Regions from separate parts of the Mus musculus genome. Here region 1 is linked to region 2. The links are chromatin contacts, called in public promoter capture Hi-C maps. All regions are on one chromosome and are shown on one strand. The core of a region is the stretch at or near the end of the contact, and the rest is flanking DNA. Distances in the headings are between cores, read along the strand shown. Region 1 overlaps Spats2l (spermatogenesis associated, serine-rich 2-like). Region 2 overlaps Spats2l (spermatogenesis associated, serine-rich 2-like).

Region 1 (5,522 bases), core at 140-2,639, 44 kb after region 2:
GGATGTCAGGTGGAAGATGAAATGAGTCAGTCTTTCAAAGGTAATAGCATGCCCTGAACTAAGAAAAACTGCAGATGTCTCTTAAGATGTTCCTATTCAGGAAGACCGGTGGACATTCTTTTGGCAAAAAGTGGGACCTTCAAGACTGTTGGTACGATAGTTCAGAGTCCCCGAACTCTGACAGTTACTGTGAGCTGAGGCAGCAGGGCTCGGTTTGAGTCTCGGTCCTCTTAACTTTTTGCAGGTTTTTGACTTAGTCTCTTTGTGCTCAGTGCTCACAAGTATAGAATGAAACGAGTTCTAGTTTCTACCTCGAAGTTAAGAGGGATAAATAAAAATTTAAAAAAAATAACCCAAAAACCAAATGAGTTGGGTCTAGATGTAGCAGAGTCCTGACACATTACGAGCTCTCTGTAAGTGTGCTAAATGATATTGATAACCTTAGCAAAAGCACCACGCTTCAGTTCGTAGGAAATAACCCTGTTTATCCATCCAGGCTTCTGTGGGGTCTCTGACCATGAGCCTGGCTGAAACCCTGATTGCCACCTTCCTTCTCCCTCAGCCCAGCTCCTGAGTCACCCAGTCTGTCATGTGGCAGACTATTTGCATTTCTAACAAGTCCTCAGTGGTGAGGACATTCCTTGGGGAACCCCCATCCCCAAGAACCACTGCTCTGGTACAGTACTTTGCAGTAGAACATATGCATGCCCACAGACACGATTTTGAATTTTGTAGTAGACATGCTAAAGGAAATATATAAATAAAAGGAATGGATTTAAAAATTGGGTACTATGCTTTGCTTAACTTATCTATTTTATTATTTTAACATACAGGCAATATAAAAATATGAATGAGACAGTTTATATTCTTTTTGTGTTAAGTCTGTAAATTCCTGGAACTATTTTATATTTCTAGCACATTCCAGAGCAGCTATATGGGACATCGAGCTGGAGAGCAGTTGTTTTTCAATCACAACCTCAGCTCCTCTGGACCACCCAAACCTCTCTTTTCCAAATACCTCAGTTGAGGAGTTTCTGGTCATTAGGCAAGACACCTGAAGGGTCTCTAACCTGTCCCATCATGAAGTTAGGACACTTACTGTCCACTCACAATGATAACTTATTACTCTAGCAATATCCCCAGATAAACAGTCTGATTGTTATGTTTTTTTGTTTTTGTTTTTGTTTTTTTACAAATTGTGCCTCAGTAGCAGTCATTAAGATCATTTTCTTAAGTTTCTCTCCTGGCTACCTCTGGTTCTCCGAGGCCACTTCAGACAGTGTGAACAACCTGAGAACAAGAAACTAAACCGGAGAGCCATCCTGGGTTCCAGAGAAACAAAAGTGAAACCAAGTCCCATCAGGGCCTCCACAGAGAGCCAGGGCAAATGCTAATCAGCCAGGCATCTCAGGACACTCTTGGAAGTTTTCCTGTTTCCATGACTGCAGGAGAAACACAAATATGTGAACTTGGGAGTAGGCAGTTGATCACACTGACATACCCAGGAAACTTCATTGAATTATGCCAATTAGAAATGCTAAGGTAAATATATTTGTCAGGATTCCTACTACTCGGCTTTATTTCTCATAAAAATGTTTCCTTTTGTTTGGAAGCTCGCAGGTTTCAGAATGGCATTAAGGCATGCTAAGTAAGGGCATCACTCAGCGGGTACTTCAGTTTGATAGAACTTCATGCCTGAAGTGGTCCGTGTTAACCATATTTATGTTTTATTAATTTTACTCTGGAGGAGTGTGGAGATGATATATTAAAGTGGTGAATTCTTTCCTTTGTGACTGATGTCTTTGCCTAATAAGTATTTTACAACTTTCGTGGTCTTTATTTTTGTCTAGGGTATATACTAAAATATATGATAAAACATATTTAAAATGGTATTATAGCTATCCAAGTTATAATTTTAAGAAAAAAAATCTTAAAACATTAACTAAGCTTTTGAAACGCTACGTGAATAACAGCATTTAGATTTTGGGGCGTCTTTGTGCTGGCTGATAGACTGGCCGGGAACACGGTTTCGTAGACTAGAGTACAGTTGTTATGTCTCAGAACACCAATGCTGAGGAAAAATCATTAGGCAACTTCATTGTTGTACAAGCATCATGGAGTACATGTACACATGTCTATATTGTGCAGCCTCTTCCACAGATCACATGTGTGTCATATGCCAACCTGTATGTAGCTCACCATTGACCAGTGCCATATGCGGTACAAGCCTACAGTTAGGCCCCAGTAACACTGTTTGTTCCAAGAATAGCTTCAAGTGCTAATAAAAATTAGAAACCAAGTGAGAGTTTTTTCTTTGAAGAATTCAGAGTTCTCTCTGCCTTGTAGACTTGAAGCTCTTGTGATCAACAAATGTTAAGGAATGAATCATGCATCACATTGATCCATAATACACTACCAGGTGTCATAACCAAGCAAGGATTAGAGGAATTGGGAAGACCTTTTGTCTCTAAAGACTCACCAAAGGACCAATTCAACACTGAAGGCTTCTGTCTGCAGCTTGTGGGGCTGTCGGTTCCCATGGTTGGATGCTGGCCTTTGTCATAGGCAGGCTGGTAAAAATGGGTCTCTTGGAGGGCATGTTCCTTTACTATCGAGAGTAAACAAGGCTGAGATTAAAGAGACTGACTGGTCAGATGCAGTTCATAGCAGGAAACAGAGTCTCAAAGGCTGAGGCCACAACACAGTTCATCCTCACAGGAGACAGGAATGAGTCTGCTCCCATGGTGCACGAAGCATTGCAGAGGCCAAGTGTGCTTCTGAGCACCAGGCAGGACAGCACCAACTGAAAGGCGCAAACACTTGTGTGTGTGTGTGTGTGTGTATGTGTGTGTGTCTGTGTGTCTGTGTGTGTGTGTGTGTGTGTATGTGTGTGTGTGTATGTGTGTGTCTGTGTGTGTCTGTGTGTCTGTGTGTGTGTGTCTGTGTGTGTGTATGTGTCTGTGTGTGTGTGTATGTGTGTGTGTGTATGTGTGTGTCTGTGTGTGTCTGTGTGTCTGTGTGTGTGTGTCTGTGTGTGTGTATGTGTCTGTGTGTGTGTGTATATGTGTGTGTGTGTCTGTGTGTGTGTGTATGTGTGTCTCTGTGTGTGTGTGTGTATGTGTGTCTGTGTGTGTGTGTCTGTGTGTCTGTGTGTGTGTGTGTGTGTGTGTGTGTGTGTGTGTGTGAGCGTGAAGCCGAAGTTCTCCCTCACCAGCCCATGGTGCCCCCAGCGGCTATCCTGATCAGTAGAACCCAACTTCGTAGCTAGCGACTTAACTCATAATTTTTAAAGGCAAAGTAAAATTTTGATCTGTTTAGCTTGAAGCCCTTCAATTAGTTTCTATAATTGGAGATCTGGGCAATTTCCCAACCTTCTAGTGTATACCAGCCAACAGAAAGATGTGGTTTGGAAGGGACACTAGAATCTACACAGAAAGAAGACCCTGCAGGGGAAGCCCTTCACACAGGGCCGGGGTGAGGACCAGCTCCTACCATTATTCCTGTCTTCACATCTGAGAAGCCTACATAGCCCCAATCCACATTTGTAGCCAGTATTGCCTTTCATGGAAAAACAGAATCCTACTGGCATTAGTACTTAAGAAGAGCCTCTGTTGGATTGTACTGTGAGGTCAGTGAGCAGAGAAATTGCCAAGCAGGAGTGTGTGTGTGTGTGTGCGTGTGTGTGTTGGTGTCATGCACGAGCCTTATCTTGTGAACATATCTTACCATCAGCACTGGTGCCACTTTCTTAGAACTTAGGAACATCTGTTCACTGGGATCTCTCCCTGGCTCCCCTACGGATTATAACTCTTCAGCTTCAGAAAATGCTACATATCAAATCTAAACTTTAAAGCCCAAATGCCAAAACAAAACCAAACTTCTTCCACCAGGTTTCACAGGTCTATAATGGTAAAAGTAGATGTGTCGAGAAAAGCCAGCTGGCGTAGCTCTGGCTCACAGGCTTTTCCTATCAAATGACACCAAAGCAGGTGTCACCATTCACTTCCTGCGTAGCTCTGTATGTGTATGTCTTAGTGACCCGCCCATATGTACACAGTCACACACCCAAAAAAGCTAGGTAACCGGAGATGTTTACGTAATGCCAGAACTTCCATCTAGATAAGACAACCAAACTGGTGTCTGCTGAGTGCCCTCTCTGTAGATGTCTTGCAGGCATAGTGCCGATGAAGGTTTCACTTTCCATGGCTATAATCAGAAAATCCCTGCCCAGCTTCCCTGTTCATTGTTAGAGACAACCAGAGAATAATTGTTTCCTGGAACCATTCAAGGGCAGGAGTAAGCCAGAAAAAAGTGGAAGTCTGATTTGCCAGCTAGTACATTTGCTGTCTCCCTCATGCCAACTTTGGGGGCATAGCATTTGCCAAACGAAAGAGGTAAGAGGTATTTTTCAGTGGGGTGGCTGTCTGTGCAAAGCAAGTTTCGAGAACCGCCTTCCCGGGAGGGAGTATGCAGGGCCTCTGGCTAGCATGCCCAAATGCACATGTCAGTTGGCAGCGCTCTTTGGAAAGTTCTAAAAATAAAACCTGATTGTTTCCAGAATTTGATAATATGTCTAAACAGATTCCTATTTGAGAATAATTGAAGTGATACTAGAGTCTACAATGGATATTGTCAAGCTTTCATCCAAAAACTGGCAAAAGGTATTAAATCAAAATTTATATTTTACTTAAGACCTAGGTTTAAAAGAAAGTGGAAGAAATCAAAAACATTTTTGCAAACAGTGTTATACATGTGTCTTCTCTGGACGTAGGGATGCTTGATGCCAAAAGTCAGAAAGAACACAAGAAAGTGTTTCCTTGGTTTTTGATTGACAAAAAAGTCATGTAAACAGGCCGTATATGTTCAGAGAATGACTCGATGCTGACTTCTGGACAAATCTGTCATTGAATTTAACTCATTTCTACTATATCTCAAAAAGATCAAAACTATTAAAGACTTAAGATATGTTTTCAACAATAATTGTCAAAGATTTTGGCCAAATAGGAGAAACAAACTACCTCTGATTGCTGTTAGGGACACAGAGCTCAGAGTGGAGCTCCTCCACAGACAGAAAAGGTGCAGACCTGGCGTTAGGAGGAGAAAGATGGCGAGCAGTGTCCAGGGTCCACTGAGACTGGAGATGGGGCACTCACAGTGTTCAGAAGATGTGGTGAGAGCACACATGTATCCCAGAAGTTGTTTGCAGTGTATTGCTAAGTGTGCCAATGGAGAGCAGGCCAGGATGGTGCCAACTGTAGCTGTCAGAAAAGCTGTCAGAAAAAAAAGAAACTTGAGCTAAGATGAAGTTGACAGAAAAGAAATGCCCACACTAAGATAAAAGCATTCTGCATAGAAGGAAAAGAAAGAATACTGTATCTTATGTAGACAGTTGCAGCCATTTTTAATGGCTCATTCTGTAGTACTGCCCACCTGTGCTCAAAAGGCCTAACACATACGTGAGAGTAACTAAGACCTAACACATACGTGAGAGTAACTAAGACCTAACACATACGTGAGAGTAA
Region 2 (5,829 bases), core at 2,021-4,520:
AATTGCTTTAAATTTTGAAAGAACCTTTTCTTCTTTCAGTACATGTAATATTGGCTCTATCAAAAAGAAAAAATACTCTTATGTAAAAATGTGTGAGTGTTGGGGGGGGGAGACTGATTTAGGGGGAAGCAGCCTCAATAAATCTGTGGAGAATCACAGACTTAAGAGAGTAAGTTAAGATGTAGCTAGTACCTTGGCTTTTATTTGGCCAATGTGCAGGAATTAAAGTCTGCAGAAAGATAAATCTAGAAATTAAATGACCTTTCTTCAAAGCTGTATAAGAACTAGTTAATATTAAAATTGGTTGACAAGAGAGACATTGGAATTAATTTCCTTTAGAATTTCACTTAGGATCTTTGAAACTAACTCCCTCTTTACCCCCACCCCCACCCCCACCCCTGCTCCCAGGTGCTCAATGTATGTGTGTGTGTGTGTGTGTGTGTGTGTGTTTGTGTATGTGTGTGTGTTTGTGTGTCTGTGTTCTAGTGAAGTATATATTCAAGTGCATGTGTTAAAAGTGTGGTCATATGTTGAGATACTGTATAGAAATGGAAGAACTAACAACAGCTATAAAATGAAATAATGCTATCACATGGAAATAGAACTACATTTATGTGAAGTATAGAAATAGAAAAAAGAACTAAGTTGTTACTCAAGTATGCATACATCAGTGCTAAAACTCTAAAGAAAAACCCAAATAAAACCATTCAGATGTATGCTACATACTTGTCATCCTAGCAGAGCTAGACAAACCCTGGGGCTCATTGGTCAGCTGCCTAGTTGATTTGCTGAGCTCTGGGTCAATTAGAGACCCTGCCTCAGAAACAAAGCAAAAAAGGTGGAGGGTGTCTTCTCTAATAAGGCATCGATGTTGATGTGATTAAGTAGTAATGGCTTTCAGATGCTGGGGCGCGGGGGTTCCCTAGTTTGAAGCTTCTCAAGGGGGAGTTTAATTGATTCAGCTCTGATTGATTGGCCTCGATTTAACCTGCCCGCCTCAGCTGAGGGACATTGTCATGCCGTGTGAATGCAATGCTTGGAGTTCTCACCTGGTACATCTTAGCCATCTTATGAAATTTCAGGATACCCATGATCTTCGTCCTTCAAGTGGTACTGGTGCTACATGGCTGCTAGTGGCTCAGCTTTCCTTAGGGAACATCAGTAATGAATAGTAAAATAATAAACACAGATACATTGGGAATGTTGCTTTTAGATAAGTTACAGCATCCCGTAACTGAGTCTGGGCTTCTCATTCTCTTTCTGATGTGGACACTGGGTTTCAAATCGCTCTCACTAGTTTCTAGAATGATCCTGGGATGAGATTCGGAACTTCCTGGATGTGGGTTGCCATCTCTAAAGTTTGCCTTTACTTCCACATCAAAATTCTCACTTACCTCTTGTGAAGAAGGAGGCATTGGCCCAGATTTTACATTCCTAATGGAGGTGCTTTCCTCGACAAAGAGCCTGGCTTACCCTAAAACTTTTGCCAAAGGCAAAGAAGATAACATAGACGCATAGAGACTTTATATCACAGGTCACCGCTCCATGACCTTGACTGTCTTCTCTTGTGAACTATGAAAAACTCCTCATCACTCCTAGGCAGAGGTCTACTGTGTGCAGCCATTCCTCGAATCACCCGAGGACTCAGTACCTAGCACCTGTTATGCCAGGGCTCAAGCAATCACTTGTACTGTATCAAGAATGGAGGTTCTGAAAGTGGACACATGTCAGAAAAATATGTATATTTTCCAAACAAGTCAAATGTTTCCAAATATTTTCCTAAACAGTATCTTACATTGATTTGGTGTGTGGGGGCATTCAGTTTTAACATTTAAGAGCACCAAAATTTGTTGTTTCTAAGTATGTATACATATTTAAAAAAAGCCAAATTCTATATTGTTCGTCTTTCTATCAACAGAAATGTTTTTCCTGAGAAAGCATTCCATCAAAGAAGCAGATGAGGCCAAATACTCCTCCAGTTTCAATTTTCTAGAGGTTAGAGCTATAATGTCATCCCTAGTCCATACTTCATAGCCAGCTCTTTCCATACATTATCAAGACAGAGTCTCACACTGGTTATAAGAATGGTTTATTTGGCAGTTTTAAGAACCGAGTCTTGAAAGGCTGAACACCTGTGGGAATCTGGCTGCCAGAGGTTTGCAGGTGTTCTGACTAATGCTTTGAGAGACCAGCACTAGCAATAACTTGCAGTTTTTCAGGTCTGTGATGGAAAGATTCTGCACCCTGGGTCTCTAATCCTTGGTATTTGGAGGTTACTTAAGAGGGAAATGAAAGGGGAGGGATAGAGCATTCTCAGAGGTTAACCTTTGAACTCCGGGCCAGCCACAGTCAGTAGCAAAGGCACCTTGGTGGTTTTGCTCAAACCCTGAGCTTTCTTGCCTGTAGAAGCTGACAGAATGCCAATATAAGGCCGACTGGCATTCCTTGTTACTGAGGGGGGAAAAAAAGCTCAAAGGAATGTTCTTTTTTCCTTTCAAAGAAGTATCTACAAATTAACATTTTGGGGCATAAAAATAGTTTATGAAGCTTGCAAATTTTTCTGAAAATAAAAATTTGAAGAGCACTCTGGACATTTGTGGCTTAGTCAGAATAGTCACAAAAGGAGGAGATGTGTAGCCCTGTCCTGTAGGGCTAGCTCCGATTATCAGCTGCCGGTCTCCTTCCTTCCCTATGGTAGGACACAGCATATCCAGCTATCCGGAGACAGACTAGCGACTGACATTGTGTCTGTTTCATTCTGGGTCCTCCCAGCGCTGTGCCCACCATCTGGAATACAAGAATACTTCGTCACTATGTTCATCCGTGTGAAGGAATATATTCGGGTCAGCCCATCTGTGATCTGTGTGTTGGAGATCTGTTTATAGGGATAGATGATGCTGAACCACATTAACTCTGGAGTTAGGAGCCAACTTGGGTAAATTGAGATCATCCAATGTGTGGATCCCAATGATGAAGAAACAAGTAACCAAGTGGGTAACATGGTAGCCACAGCTAGTGGGCTGTAAAAGACCGGAAGGAGGTCCCGGCTGAGTAACACGTGTGCAAGGCGATCTTCTTTGCTTCATGCCTTCTCTCCCAGGGCCAGGCATCTTCAGGGTGTGCGCCACTGGTCACACAAAACCAGTGACCAAATGAGGGCCGTTCTGCATACATTTATCATTAAAGCCCACAGAAGGAGCACGTGAGGGTGCGTGCCCTGCTGACTGCGGGTCAGAGAGTTCTTTCTGTATCTCAGGGACAGAAGGTTCAATAAAGATTCAAGTATGGAGACTACTTCACCCTCCAAGTGTGCCAAACTGTGTCAGCCAGAAAACTGCTCCTTAGGGGATACGATTTCCTCCTTTCCCTAAATTAAAAAAATGAACTGTGGACTCTAAAACAATACATGTTATTATCATAGAGAGAGCAAAGAGTAAATAAAGACACTTGCTTAATGAAATAACAGTTCATTTTAACTTAATGGAAGTCATTTTTTTCTGTGCTTCGTTATGGAAATAGGCCACAGTCGGTTTTTCTGCCATTCTTCATAACCTTGTATTATGCTTCCTGTTTATGCTCCTAAGAGCTGTCTTTAAAGAGCCTTAAGGGACATCCTTTAATACTTTCCCTTTAACATAATTATTCATCTATATCACACCCCCTTAGAATGTTTGAGGATTCGGAGATATAGAAAGTTCTTAATGAGATGTGGTTAATGATCTGTGCAAGGTATCACCTGGCTTAGCTAACATAAATTATATTTAATTAGTCATTCTACAGAAGAACACACCTCAGAATAGATTGAGTGCCTAAAACACAGTTTGCTTTTTATGTTTAGTAGTCATAAATAAGATTCTCTTTACAATTTTTATTATGTATCTTTATGTGTATGGGCATTTTGCCTGCATGTGTGTCTGTGCACCACATGTGCGCGGTGCCTGCAGAGGCCAAAACGGTGTCAGATGCCCTGGGACTGGAGTTACAATTGGTTACCAGTGCTCTTAACCACCAAGCCATCTCAGCCCCACAAATAAGTTTCTATGGGTACTATTTTGGGATTTTAAGGGCTTGTTTGGGAGCTGGGGTGACAGGCAGTGGAGTAATTTGCCTTATAATCATGAAAAGTTGAATTTAATCCTGAAAACCCAAATAAAACAGCCAGGTGTGTGGTTCGTGCTTGACTTAGTGGACAGGCAAAGCCTGAGGCTCATTGGTCAATAAGCCCATTTGCTGAACTCCAGGCCAAATAGAGACTCTGTCTCAAAAAAGAGAAAAAAAGAAAAGGAGGATGCCGGAGTAGTGACAGCCAAGTTTGGCCCATTGCTTCCGTGCACACAGGAACTGTACACATGCCCCCCACCCCCGCACATATATTCCCCCTTCCACATACACAAAACTTGTGTGTAGTAACAAAGTCTGTTCTTGAGAACTTAAGTAATTGGCTGTGGATGTGTCCCTGGAGTGCGTAAGGCCCCAGCTCAGTCTCCAGTATCGCCTGCACACAAGCCAGAGCAAAGGGAGAGATAATAACACGAAGAGATTTGTCCTGTTCAGATGCTTCTAGCAAAATATCCACAAGGAGCAGGAGAATTGTTCTTTCTCATCTGTGGCTTGCAAACTGATCAACTAATGACAGTCCATATGTCGCACTTTCTCTGTCCTTGCTTAAAGTATGCTCTCCTTTTTCACCTGTAACCCTGTGGCAGAGGGGCCCGAAACACTCCTGCTGGGTTCTTTCACAGTTCACTCACCCTATGAACCTTTCAGACCAGACTTGTTTCTTCACTTCCCAGAAAGAACCTTGAGCATACATTACCCGTTTGCAGATGGCAGCTTTGAGTCCTGCGCCATGGCTGCCTGACTCATCACCCATGTGATGAAAACGTCACAAGGGTGGTCTTTTATGGTTCACTCCTGTGGGCTCTCTCTCTCTCTCTCTCTCTCTCAATCTCTCTCAACTCCTCTCTCTCTCTCAATCTCTCTCTCTCAATCTTTCTCTCCCTCTCCCTCTCCCTCTCCCTCCCTCCCTCTCTCTCTCTCTCTCTCTCTCTCTCTCTCTCTCTCTCTCTGTGTGTTGTGGAATTTTCTTTTCTTTGGCTTTCTCTGCTGTAGATCTTCTCTCCCCCGCCCTCCCCTTCTCTCCCTTTCTCTTCTTTCCCCTCCTCTTCTCTCCCCTCCCTTTTCCTCTCCTCTTCCCTGTTCCTCCCTGGGTCTCCTATTTTGGTATAATCTTTAGGTTGGTTCTCATTTTTTGATTACTTAGTTTCCTGGGGTTTTTCTACCCATCCTGTCTCCTGAGTCTCTCTGTTGCTCCCTGTCCCCAGTGTCACCTGAGTCTCTCTGCTGTTCTCTGTCCCCAATGTCACCTGGGTCTGTCTGTTGCTCCCTGTCCACAGTGTCACCTGGGTCTGTTGCTCTCTGTCCCCAGTGTCACCTGGGTCTGTTGCTCCCTGTCTCCAGTGTCACCTGGGTGTCACCTAGGTCTCTCTGTGTCACCTGGGTCTGTCTGTTGCCCCCCTGTCCCCAGTGTCACCCCCCCCCCCGTCTTACTAAACAAGAAAGCCTGTTTCCTGGGGTGCTGCTGCTGGCTCCCCAGCCCACTCCTTCCCTGGATGAGGCCCTCTTTCCCACAGCATTCAGAGGTGTGTGCTGTACCCCCTCAGAGTGCTCACAGGCAGCGACGCAGCCCTTCCCCCACTTAGGACCCCTCCCCCCAGAGGCACTGCTTTGTGTGAGTGAGAAGACAGCTATGGGAAGCAGGCTCTGACAGCCACCACAGGATACACATTTAGCGTACAGTGCCTACGAGTACTTAAATTGCACACGGTA

What was found. Capture Hi-C pulls out chosen DNA fragments and counts their contacts.
Region 1: a contact with region 2 is called in a promoter capture Hi-C map of adipose tissue. The contact joins two enhancer-like sites. A contact is called at or near these places in 5 of 484 Hi-C or Micro-C datasets (CD4 T cells, cerebral cortex, embryonic stem cells and 2 more), 4 of 115 datasets of contacts at active chromatin or transcription factors (double positive thymocytes, embryonic fibroblasts, embryonic stem cells and 1 more) and 3 of 9 other capture datasets (adipose tissue, liver and pancreatic islet).

Annotation. Positions count from the first base shown.
Region 1 is chr1:57,848,707-57,854,228 of GRCm38.p6, forward strand. The region is part of intron 3 of Spats2l (spermatogenesis associated, serine-rich 2-like); the gene reads left to right. Among named protein-coding and RNA genes, the nearest start is that of Spats2l, 77 kb to the left of the region's middle. Within about 2 kb of position 1,390, at least 63 of the 459 cell types and tissues checked have an H3K27ac peak or open chromatin away from gene starts, as enhancers often do. A contact at or near this core is called in adipose tissue, where this site is marked.
Region 2 is chr1:57,802,376-57,808,204 of GRCm38.p6, forward strand. The region is part of intron 2 of Spats2l (spermatogenesis associated, serine-rich 2-like); the gene reads left to right. Among named protein-coding and RNA genes, the nearest start is that of Spats2l, 30 kb to the left of the region's middle. Within about 2 kb of position 3,271, at least 6 of the 459 cell types and tissues checked have an H3K27ac peak or open chromatin away from gene starts, as enhancers often do. A contact at or near this core is called in adipose tissue, where this site is marked.